Regions from separate parts of the Mus musculus genome. Here region 2 is linked to region 1. Evidence: chromatin contacts called from public HiChIP or PLAC-seq data. All regions are on one chromosome and are shown on one strand. The core of a region is the stretch at or near the end of the contact, and the rest is flanking DNA. Distances in the headings are between cores, read along the strand shown.

Region 1 (5,462 bases), core at 1,805-4,304:
TTGGGTATTTCTTCTATGCTTTGCTTCTTTGCTTTTTTTTTTTTTTTTTTTTTTTTTTTGTAGAAATAATGAATAATCAAGAGGTGGTTGTTCCAGTGGTCAGAAAGGAAGCGTTAACCGTAGTCCTGTATGTCTGCTGATAAGGGCTGGAATGTAACCAACTTCATCTATTGTGGAGTTTGTCTTTATTTCTTAGAACATCCCACAGGAAACCTTTTTCCCTTTTTTCTTTTGATTGGTAATAGTGTCCTAATCTTTGGATTCCCTTGGCAACCAGAGAAACAAAAACAGCATTCCAAGGAGAAAGCAGGAAATTTTTACTTGTTGACTTTTTTTTTTTTTTTGCAGTCCTGGGGATGAAACCCAGAGCTTTGGGGGTGCTAAGTTTATGTTCTTCCATTGAATTCTACCCCTATTTTTAAATAACTTAAAGGAAGGATTTCCTACATTATAGGAGAAAACCGTTAAATACAGTTAGAAATCCAGAGGAAAGAAATCAAAATAGTGTAATGTTTGCAATTCTATCAACTGAAGAAAGATGATCTAGAATTCAATCTACAATCTCAGTGACTCGAGAGGCTGAGGCAGGAGGATTGCAAGCTCCAGGCCTCCCTGAAATTCAGAGAAGAGAAGATTCTAACTCAGAAATCATGGTTCTCAGTCTGACCTCACTACTAAATCACTACATTATCTGATTCTTGAAAAGCCTTAGTTTTCCCTATCTTGAAAAAAATACAGAGAAAGTAATTATTGAATCCTTAGATGAAAACAAATCTAGAAGTAAAAATATTTATCTCAGCCAGTCGTGGTGGCACACACATTTAATCCCAGCACTTGGGAGGCAGAGGTAGGCGGATTTCTGAGTTCAAGGCCAGCCTGGTCTACAAAGTGAGTTCCAGGACAGCCAGGGATACACAGAGAAATCCTGTCTTGAAAAAAACAAAAAAAACAAAAACAAAAACAAAATGTATCTCAATACTAGAAACTCCTGGCTTAACCCTTTTTAAGTCGCTAACATAATATATTATAAATGCATTTAATTTTGAAGTATGGTATGTATTCAAACCAAGAACTCTGTAAGGCAGACCCAGACCTTTTTATTTGCCTCATAATTACAAACAATGAAATTTCTTGTTAAGCAGAGGTCTGTTATTTTGCTAAACAAAAGGCTGTTCACAGAGAACCAAGTTTGGGTAAGAACTCGAAGGACTACATTCTAAAAGGTAGATTAAAAAAAAAAAAAAAAACAACTTGATTTACTTGGTTGAAAAGAAAATTCTGAAAGGCAAAGGTAACTTTGGGGGCTGAAAAGATAGCTCAGTGGTTGAGAACACTGGCTGCTCTTCCAGAAGCCCTAGTGTTTGAGTCCCAGCACCCAGGTGGCAGCTCACAACCCTCTGCAACCCAGTTCCAGGGGAGCCAAAACACCCTCCAAGTTTCTGAGGACACTGGTCATGACACGGTACACAGACAGACATACAGGCAAAATAGCCATACACATAAAATAATAAAACATTTTTTTAATTGAAAGGTAACTTTGTTTTGAATGGCTCTAGCAATCCCATAATGCATCCAGCGACAAACGCAGTCCAGGTAATTAATTCAGTGGACTTCCCTGTCACTGACAGACTGAACGGCTTTGAGGGTAATCTCTCTCATTCTCCCAAGACTCAGCAGGAAGATTCATTATTTATACCCGCAATTGTTTACTCTGTCCTATTTTCCAATCCATCCAGGCCCAAGGGCAATGTTATCATTGGCCTGCTTCCAAAATGGACACGTTAGCTCATTGTCCCACTAGTTATAAAACCAGAGAGAGTCAAACAATGAGATCTAATACCACAGAGCAACCTCATCTGCCACCTGACCCAAAACCAAAATTTCTTTGACTAAATGAAGCCTATTTATCATCATGGTTGGCTGTTTACTTGATTAATTTATTAATTACCAATTTCTTTATAGTCTCCCTATGTAGCACAGGCTAGTCTCAAATTTAAAATCCTACCTCAGCCTCTGACTGCTGCAGGCATATGACTGCTCTGAGGCACTGACCAACATATGTACAACTCAACAAGCTTTTTTTCCCAATAATTTATTTAATTTTACTTTATGTGCATTAGTAATATGCCTGCATGCATGTCTGTGTGAGAGTTTCGGATCCCTTGGAACTAGAGTTACAGACAGTTGTGAGCTGCCATGTGGTTGCAGTTGAACCCAGATCCTCTAGGAGAGCAGCCATTGCTCTTAATTGCTGAGCCATCTCTCCAGCACCCCCACCACACACAATTTTTTTGGTGAGTCAAAAGAATTCTTAAAAGGCAACATCATTAGAAAGGCAGCCCTGGTTCTCATCAGGGACAGACCTGCAAACTTCTGAGGATTAAACTGACTGAGATACAATCTGCCTGGACCATTCTTCAGGAAGTATTCAGTAACTCACCAGCAGCGTTTAGATTTCGAACCTGGGACAAAGAGCTAGATGCCTACTGAACATATCAAAGTGGACCTGGCCACCAGGTTCTCCCTGAGCCCCTCAGCCCCTACCTGTCATAGGGTCTGCTACCTACCTCGCATCCAGTCCTCTACCCTGAGCTCTCCCGTCTAGGAAAAATGGGCTGCTCTGCTGTACATAATCCAACCATTTGACTACCCGCCCCTGTTCATACTTTGGCCTCCTGCTGTTGCACCTGGTCCCCTTTTCCTCTCTTCCTCCCTCTATCCTCTGTCTCACACGGCCCAGATCAGGGTCACGTCCACTCTGGACTCTCCCAGAGGGACCTGGCTCTGGCTATGCTCTCCTACATATCTAAAATAAACATGTTCCTCCAACATACCACAGAGCAACCTCATCTGCCACCCGATCCAAAACCAAAATTTCTTTGACTAAATGAAACCTATTTATCATGTTTCTTTCCTTCCCCTTTGTATTTCTTTTATTCATTCAGCAACCCATGTCCTAAATCTTTATCTGAGTGGTGAACAGATACAAACCCTACCCACCGAGTCAGCCCTCAGGACTGAACTCAGCACAGAACTTCCTCAAAAGCCTGAGCTTGACTCCACAGTCAAGCCTGAGTGAGGGAGAGAAGGCGAGAGGGCCGCCGATGGCTCAGAAGGGAAGGAGCCTGCGGCCAGCTCTGAGGGCCTGAGTTCAGTCTCCAGGAACCAACTCCCACAAGTCGTCCTCTGACCCCCAGATGCTCCTGGTGAGCCCTGTGCATGTGTGCACGCATCTTAAATAAATTAATTAAAAATGGTAAAAGAGAAAACACACAAGATACTGGTTGTGAGCTTAGGAGGCAGAGGCAAGCAGACCTCTGGGTTTGAGGCCAGCCTGGTCTACAGGGCCAGTTCCAGGAAACCTGTGGGGAGGAAAAAAAAGCAAGCAAAAAAAAAGATACTGGCTGTGACGTATGATTGATAAAGCTAAAAACTGTCATCAGACACATCTCCACATGAACACACTGCCTCTCACTTAAAGCAGCATCCCAAGACCTCTAATACCTTCTCGCCTTGAGCGCTCCCCACCTCCAAAGCGCACTACACCCAAGCATATTATTCCAAGAACTAAGCAAAGCGAAGAAGCCAATGCTTCCTTCACTTTCTCAAGGGATCGTTTCACACTTCAGATGTGATTAGACTAGAGTCTCCCCTTAAAGAGAACATAAAGCCATTTTTCTTACAATCCAAGCTGCACATCACAGGGGTAAACACACTGCTAAAGAAAAGTCAATGCCCTACTTTAACTTCAGTGAACTGTCCCTTCAACCTAACAAACTACAACCCGCAGCTCTGCATAACTGTTTCCTTGCAGAAGCTATATCTGAGCTCCCAAGACCTTTAAATGATACCTGGAGACGAACTCAGATACACCATTAATAACTCTATACATAGCCTCTTGCCTCCTGGGAAAAATCCTTTGGGGAGCCCAACTATCACACCATACAAATTACTGACTGCAGAGCCAGACAAGAAAACAGACCTGTTAGATCTGGCGGTATAACTCAGTTGACAGTGATTTGCCCACATGCACAAAGCCCTCTACACTGTAAAAATTAAGTAATAAATAGTAAGAAAAAAACTGTAATCCCAGCCCTTAGTAGTCTAAGGCAGGAGGATCTGGAGTCCAAGACCAGAGGTAAGGAAATGGCTCGATGGGTAAATTCCTTGCTATACAAGCATAAAGACCTGAATCTGGGGGCCAGTTGTGGTGATGCACATTTCTGATCCCAGCACATGGGAGCCAGAGGCAGGAGGACCTCCGTGAGTTCCAGGCTAGGTCTACATAGTAGGGCAGCCAGAACCACATAAAGACCCTGTTTCAAAAAAACTAAACTAAAACCAAAACCAAACAACCAAACAACCAAACCCAACCTGAATTTAGGTCCCTAACATCCACATATCTAAAACCACAGTGCTAGGTCAGAGATCAGGGGCAGCAAGGAAGCTTGCTCTGTCTGAGTCAGCACAGTCCAATCCAGTAAGAAATCCTGACTGAGTATAGTAAAGGGGATAGAGGGATGGCTCAGAAGCTAACAAACAGCACTGGCTGCTCTTCCTGGACTAAATTCCAAGCACCCACACAAAAGCTTACAATCATTTTGTCTATAACACAAGTTACAGGGGATCCCATGCCCTCTTCTGGTCTTCAGGGACACCAGGCACACCGGTGATCCACAGGTATAACACCTACATACATAAAATGAAAATTTTAAGACCTTTTTTTTTTTTAAAAAGAAAAGAAAATTTCTTGATCAACCTCTGGCCTCCACGGAGACCAGTTACCCTGCACATGCATACACACACACATACATCTTAAGGCTGGACTCTGCTACAGAGTTAGACCCAATCTCAAAAACAAGACAAAAAACCTGGAGCAAAGTACAATGTAACTTCATAAAAAGCCATATTAAGTGTTCACACCTGGGAGAAGAGAAAAGAAAAATCTAGGGTATCAAACAGGGGGGCAAACAGATCAAAAGCAGCATGGTTCCTGGTACTTCTCTGCCTACTGCTTCCCCACCTTGCTAGAGAGCCAAGCACACTTCAAAGGAGTCACAGTCACACTATCGTCCCAGAGCAAGGAAGGCAAAGACAGGTGGATCTCCTGAGTTTGACACCGGCTTGGTCTACGTATTGAACTCCAGACTAGCCAGAACTATATAGTGAGGCACTGTCTCAAACAGACAAAAATAAATATTTTATATTTTATTCACTACACTAGCCGTCCAAAGCGTGAGTCGGTGATGTTAACACTATTCTCTGTAACGAGTTAGGTAAGCTCTGTCCGGAGGATCAGCTCTCTTCCCTATTTAAACATAATTTGGAGCCCTTAGGGATAAAAGCATTTAAAAAAAAATTTTTTTAAGCCAACATAGGATTATTGTGGTTTTCTTTTTTTTTAAAAATTCAATACTAATACTTACTTGAAATGTATAAAATATGTATTTGTGTGTGTGTGT
Region 2 (5,462 bases), core at 780-3,279, 40 kb after region 1:
GGCAGATGAGTTTCAGGCAGGCCAGGACTGTGAGACCATGTCTGGAAAAAACAATAAACCAAAAAAAAGTATAAATCTTTAAAAACCAAATATTTACTTTGACACTTTGATTCATTTCCCTTAAAATTTTGTCAGCCCTGGGATTTGTCTCCATCTGTTAACACCGAAGTCTTTAGTATGTATTCTTTGGCTGACTTTGCAGTATGCAATTTATCTACTTTTGAGTGTAGGGGACAGTCTCACTACGTAACCCTGATGGCCTGGCAATTGATATGTAGCTCTGGCTGTCCTCAAACTTGCAGAAATCTTTGCTTTGGTATCCAGATTTCTGGTATAGCCAGAAAATACTACCACACCCACTCACTCACCAAGCCTGAACAGCAACTGTTCTCACCAGTTTACCCATGTCCCCCGCCATTTTAAATTTTTGTTTTATTTATTCACAAACATGGTCTTCCCATGTATCTCTGACTTGCCTAGAATTGACTAGGTAGACCAAGCTGACTTCTAACTTGCAGAGATCATCCTTCTTCTGCCCACTAAGTGCTGGGATTAAGACAACATCTAATCTTCCAGGTTTCTCAACCTACCCTTACCCGTTTTTTTTTTTTTTTTTTAAATAAATCTTTTTTTTTTTTTAAAGATTTATTTATTTATTATATGTAAGTACATTGTAGCTGTCTTCAGACACTCCAGAAGAGGGTACCAGATCTCGTTACGGATGGTTGTGAGCCACCATGTGGTTGCTGGGATTTGAACTCTGGACCTTCGGAAGAGCAGTCGGGTGCTCTTACCCACTGAGCCATCTCACCAGCCCCCCTTACCCGTTTTTTAAGACAAGTATTCATCCCAGGCTGGCCCTCAATATCCTCATCCTTTGGCCTCCACCTCCTAAATGTTGGGGTTACAGGAACGCTCCATCACATACAGCTACCTGCTTTTTTTTTTCTTCTGCTCATTTTCCTTCAGTAAGATTTAATCTCAGAGCCTCGAGATTTAATCTCGAAAAAAAAAAAAAGCTTTAATCTCAGAGAATAGATAGGAGTTGATATTTAGAGAGGTAAATACAGTCTGCTACTCAACAGGAATGTTTACCACAGAACCACCCTTTAACTGAGGTCTAGACACCAAAAAGGTGCAGACTTCACAAAGCAACCTGTGCTGACTAGTTTTATGATAACTTGACACAAGCTGGTGTCATCTCAGAGGACGGAACCTCGATTGAGAAATTGCCTCCATAAGATTGGGCTGTAGGCATTTTCTTAATTAACTGTTGATATGGGAGGCATTGTGAGTGGTGCCACACCTGGGCTGGTGTTCCTAAATGCTATAAGAAAGCAGGCTGAACAAACCATGAGGAGTAAGCCAGTAAGCAGCATCCCCCTCCACGGTCTCTGCATCTACTCCTGTCTCCAGGTTTCTGCTTGGTTTGAGCTCCTTCCTTGTCTCCCCTCAGTGGATTGTGAGTCTAGACATATAAGCCAAATAAAACCCATTCTTCCCCAAGTAGCTTTTGGTTATGGTGTTTCATCACAGCTATAGTAACCCTAAGACTGCCACGCCCAGCTAAAACACAGCAAAAGAGGAAATAAGAAAGGATCCTGCAGGGTTGAGGCTAGAAAGCACTTAAAAAAGAAAAAGAAAAAAATCTAGTGAAATGAAGCTTAGAGCCCGTTCCCATGCCCACGCCCACTCCTAGCAATAAGAGAGTTTCTCCTCTTAAGCCGCTAAGAGGAGCTTCTGCGGTATGGTGTCCCGAGGAATGTCATTAGGAAGACATGGTTTAAAAGCTCTTTACACAACTTTGGCAGGAGGAGAAATGATGTGTTTGGGAGTCCAAGACGACTGTTATACTCAGGCAGGAAACACAGCACAATTTTGCCTTTCCTTAGCCTTTGGATACCGTCTTTCCCTCCGCCTCCTAGGGTATCCCTTGTTGTAGAATGGAGATTCTGTTTGGGCCGATCTAGCTTTCTTCCACTCGTTGGTCCGTGGGCTTCTCGGTCCAATCGCGTCGCGCTTCTGATCGGTACCAGGGTGCATTGCGGCAAAATGGCTGCCCCCAGGCGGTACTGCGCTGGGCTCGTTCGGGCCTTGTTAGGGGCCCGACAGGTGGGTTCGCATGCAGGGAGGGAATGGCTTGCTCCGCCCGGCTGTCTTCTAGGTAACCAGGCGAGGTGCGTGTCCTGTGTCGTGGGCTCCACTTTCTCTGGTCCCCTCCTGGCCTCGGCCTCTAGTCGTTATGGTCAGGACTCCGCCTTGGACCGTATCCTTGGATTTTCTCAGCCTGACAGTTCGTTGGTTCCGAGCGTCCCCGCGGTGTCGGTGCACAGAGGTAAAGGGTCCAGCTATGTTAGTTACAGGTGTTTGGTTCTATGACATGTTTTGATGTGTAGCCCAAACCAGCTTGGAATTCGGATCTTCCCGCTGCAGCCTCTTAAGTGTTGGGATTACAGGTGTTGGCCATGACCGGCCTCTGATGGTTTTAGCAGTGGAAATCATGTATCGTAAGTAAAATCCCTCTGCCTCTAGAAATAGCAGTTTAACTTCTCATTTAATAAAAAATAAACCTGAGCCCAAGGAGAGGCGAGTGGAGAAGGCTGTCAAAGAGTTTGAAAGTGAGGGTCTGTGAAACAGACGAAGGCTCTTGTTGCTTGACAACCTGAGTTCAGTCCTTGGAACTCATATGGTGGAAACTGAGACCCAGACAGTTTTGCCCTAACTACCATAAGCTCCCACTGACACACAAATAAATAAATATAGCAACATAAAGAGTTTTAGGAATGTGAAGAACCTAGACCCTCTGTTGGTTACAGTCAGTCATTAGTCAAGGCAAAGTTGTCTCCCTCAGTCCTCAATGCCCAGCCTGTGTTTTTTTTTTCTCCCATACAGTTGTCATTTTGAAAAAGAAGTTATTCATAAATAGTTAATGTGATTCCATATTACATATGAAAAAAAAAAAAAACAAGAGACTTAGAGAGTTTAGGTAACCTAATGATCAAGTAAGCTCAAATGCCAAACTATTCTCAAAGTTAAGAATGGGTTGGCTTCTGCCAAGCCATTACCAGGTCCTCAAGTCCTCATCAAGCAGTATAGACCCAATACGTGGATCTTGAGCCCTATCTACTTGGTTTAATCCTAAATTAAGTCAGGCCTTATGGTGCATGCCTGTAGTCCCTACACTGAGGAGGTGGAGGTGGAAGATCTGGAGAAAAATTTCAGCTCTGACTGTGGTACCCTATGCTGCTATGAAGGTACTGCAAAATGTTTCAATCTCTCCTTATGATACTGCATTGCAAGTAACAGTGCCTAGTCTCCTACCAGACTGTAGTCCATGCTTCTTTCAGGGTGACATTGAGACAGAGTTTCACTCTAGACCAGGATAACCTGGAGCTCACTATCCCCAGCCTCCTGCATGTGGGGATTTCAGGTTCGAGCCACCACATCCATTTTATAAAGTGCCGTTTCTTTGGTATCATTTAGTGTGGTGGTTTTGTTTTTTTGAGGCAGGGTCTAGTTATGTAGCCCAGGTTGGCCTTGGTCTCAAAGGAGATCCACTCTTTTTTAAACCTCTTTTTTTTTTTTTTTTTTTTTTAAAGATTTATTTATTATATGTAAGTACACTGTAGCTGTCTTCAGACACTCCAGAAGAGGGAGTCAGATCTCGTTACGGATGGTTGTGAGCCACCATGTGGTTGCTGGGATTTGAACTCCGGACCTTCGGAAGAGCAGTCGGGTGCTCTTACCCACTGAGCCATCTCACCAGCCCCTCTTTTTTTTTTTTTAAAGATATATTTACTTATTATATGTAAGTACACTGTAGCTGTCTTCAGACACATCAGAAGAGGGCATCAGACTTAGAGAGGTAACCTAATGAAATCAAGTAAGCTCAAATGCCAAGCTAGTCTCAAAGTTAAGAGTGGGTGGCTTCTGCCTGGGGTGCTCATCTTTTATGTTGACTGCTTCCTTAGTTATCAGAGATGAGTATCCAACCTATCACTCCCGTTCCCATCCTAACACAGATGAGCAGAATCTACTCTTGGTGCACACTCCCGACATGCCTGAGAATCCACGGGTCCTCCGCGTGGTCCTCCTGGGAGCCCCAAATGCAGGGAAGTCAACACTTTCCAATCAGCTGCTGGGCCGTAAAGTATGCTACAGATATCTCATCTCAACCTCTACACCTCCCTTTTAACACGTTATTTTCTGTATATGGGTGTTTTGCCTGCAAGTATGTGTACTGCTTGTGTGCTTGGTACCCACAGAAGCCAGAAAAAGGTGCTAGATCCTCTGAAACTGGAGTGACAATTAGTTGTGAGCCACCACTTAGGAACTGGGAGTTGAACCTAGGTCCACTGGAAGAGAAAGTAGTTCTGTTATCCACTGAACTATCTCTCTAGCCCTCTATACCCATCTTTTTTTTATTTTTTTATTTTTTCCATTCACTTCTTGCTTTTCTTTTATGGATGGCCTGGGAGAGATCTGGGGTCTCATTGGAACCTCTCTCTTTCTGGAAGGTGTTTCCTGTTTCAAAGAAGGTGCACACCACTCGATGTCAAGCTCTGGGGGTCATCACAGAGAAGGAGACCCAAGTGGTAGGTACTTGCAGAAGTTCTGCAAACAAGATAGTGAAACCAAACAATTAGCCTTTAAAAAAAATTACCTGGTAGTGGTGGTGGCTCATGCTTTCAATCCCGGTTCTTAGGAGGCAGAGGAGGCAGATCTCTGTGAGTTCAAGGCCAGCCTGGTCTACAATCAAAACAAACCAAAAACTCCTTTTTGTTTTTTTGTTTTTCGAGACAGAGTTTCTCTGTGTAGCCCTGGCTGTCTTGGAACTCACCTTGAATTTATTATCTTCCTGCCTACTCCCATCTTTCAGGTACTCAGGTACAAGAGGTACCACATACCCAGCTCTCAGTATTTTAACTTTTGGAGACAGAGTCTTACCATGTAGCCCTGACTGGGACTGAACTAAATATGTAGGCCAATCTTTCCTTTTTTTTTTTTTTTTTTTTTTTTTTTAATTTTTCGAGACAGGGTTTCTCTGTATAGCCCTGGCTGTCTTGGAACTCATTCTGTAGACCAGGCTGGCCTCGAACTCAGAAATCCACCTGCCTCTGCCTTCCAAGTGCTGGGATTAGAGGTATAAGGCATGTGCCACCACTGCCTGGCTATTGACTTCTTTGTGCTGGGATTTTAGGAGTGTGATACCACACCTGACTAATTAAAGCAATTCAACACTGAACTCTGGTTTTGTGTGGTTTCTTTTGTGTAGTGCTGGGGAGCTAACCTTGGGCTCTTGAGTGCTACCCAAGCATTCTGCCCTTGAGCCGCATCTCCAGCATTAATCTTTCATTTATTCATGGTCACCCTCTTCCCTTGGGGTCCCATTAGCATTGAAATCATACCGAAGGATAAGAGATCTAAGATCAGTTAACAGTTTGCCCATGAAGGAAAGGCAG

The links. HiChIP or PLAC-seq counts read pairs in DNA pulled down with a chosen protein or histone mark.
Region 2: a contact with region 1 is called in an H3K27ac HiChIP or PLAC-seq map of the HPC-7 cell line, with 5 times the contacts expected there. The contact joins the promoter of Eral1 here to the enhancer-like site in region 1. A contact is called at or near these places in 17 of 39 promoter capture datasets (3T3-L1-derived adipocytes, the C10 cell line, the HPC-7 cell line and 12 more), 2 of 15 datasets of contacts at CTCF or cohesin (the NIH/3T3 cell line and pro-B cells), 12 of 484 Hi-C or Micro-C datasets (the G1E-ER4 cell line, the HL-1 cell line, the HPC-5 cell line and 9 more), 15 of 115 datasets of contacts at active chromatin or transcription factors (the 230-238 cell line, CD8 T cells, the HPC-7 cell line and 8 more) and 4 of 9 other capture datasets (adipose tissue, embryonic stem cells, liver and 1 more).

The regions. Positions count from the first base shown.
Region 1 is chr11:78,117,668-78,123,129 of GRCm38.p6, reverse strand. All of the region lies in intron 1 of Fam222b (family with sequence similarity 222, member B), which reads right to left. Among named protein-coding and RNA genes, the nearest start is that of Fam222b, 26 kb to the right of the region's middle. Within about 2 kb of position 3,054, at least 37 of the 459 cell types and tissues checked have an H3K27ac peak or open chromatin away from gene starts, as enhancers often do. A contact at or near this core is called in the G1E-ER4 cell line, the HPC-7 cell line, bone marrow-derived macrophages and 1 more, where this site is marked.
Region 2 is chr11:78,076,950-78,082,411 of GRCm38.p6, reverse strand. It overlaps Eral1 (Era (G-protein)-like 1 (E. coli)), which reads left to right and starts at 2,029. Exons shown (of 10, transcript NM_022313.2): 1 at 2,029-2,335; 2 at 4,023-4,150; 3 at 4,518-4,595. The coding sequence starts at 2,053.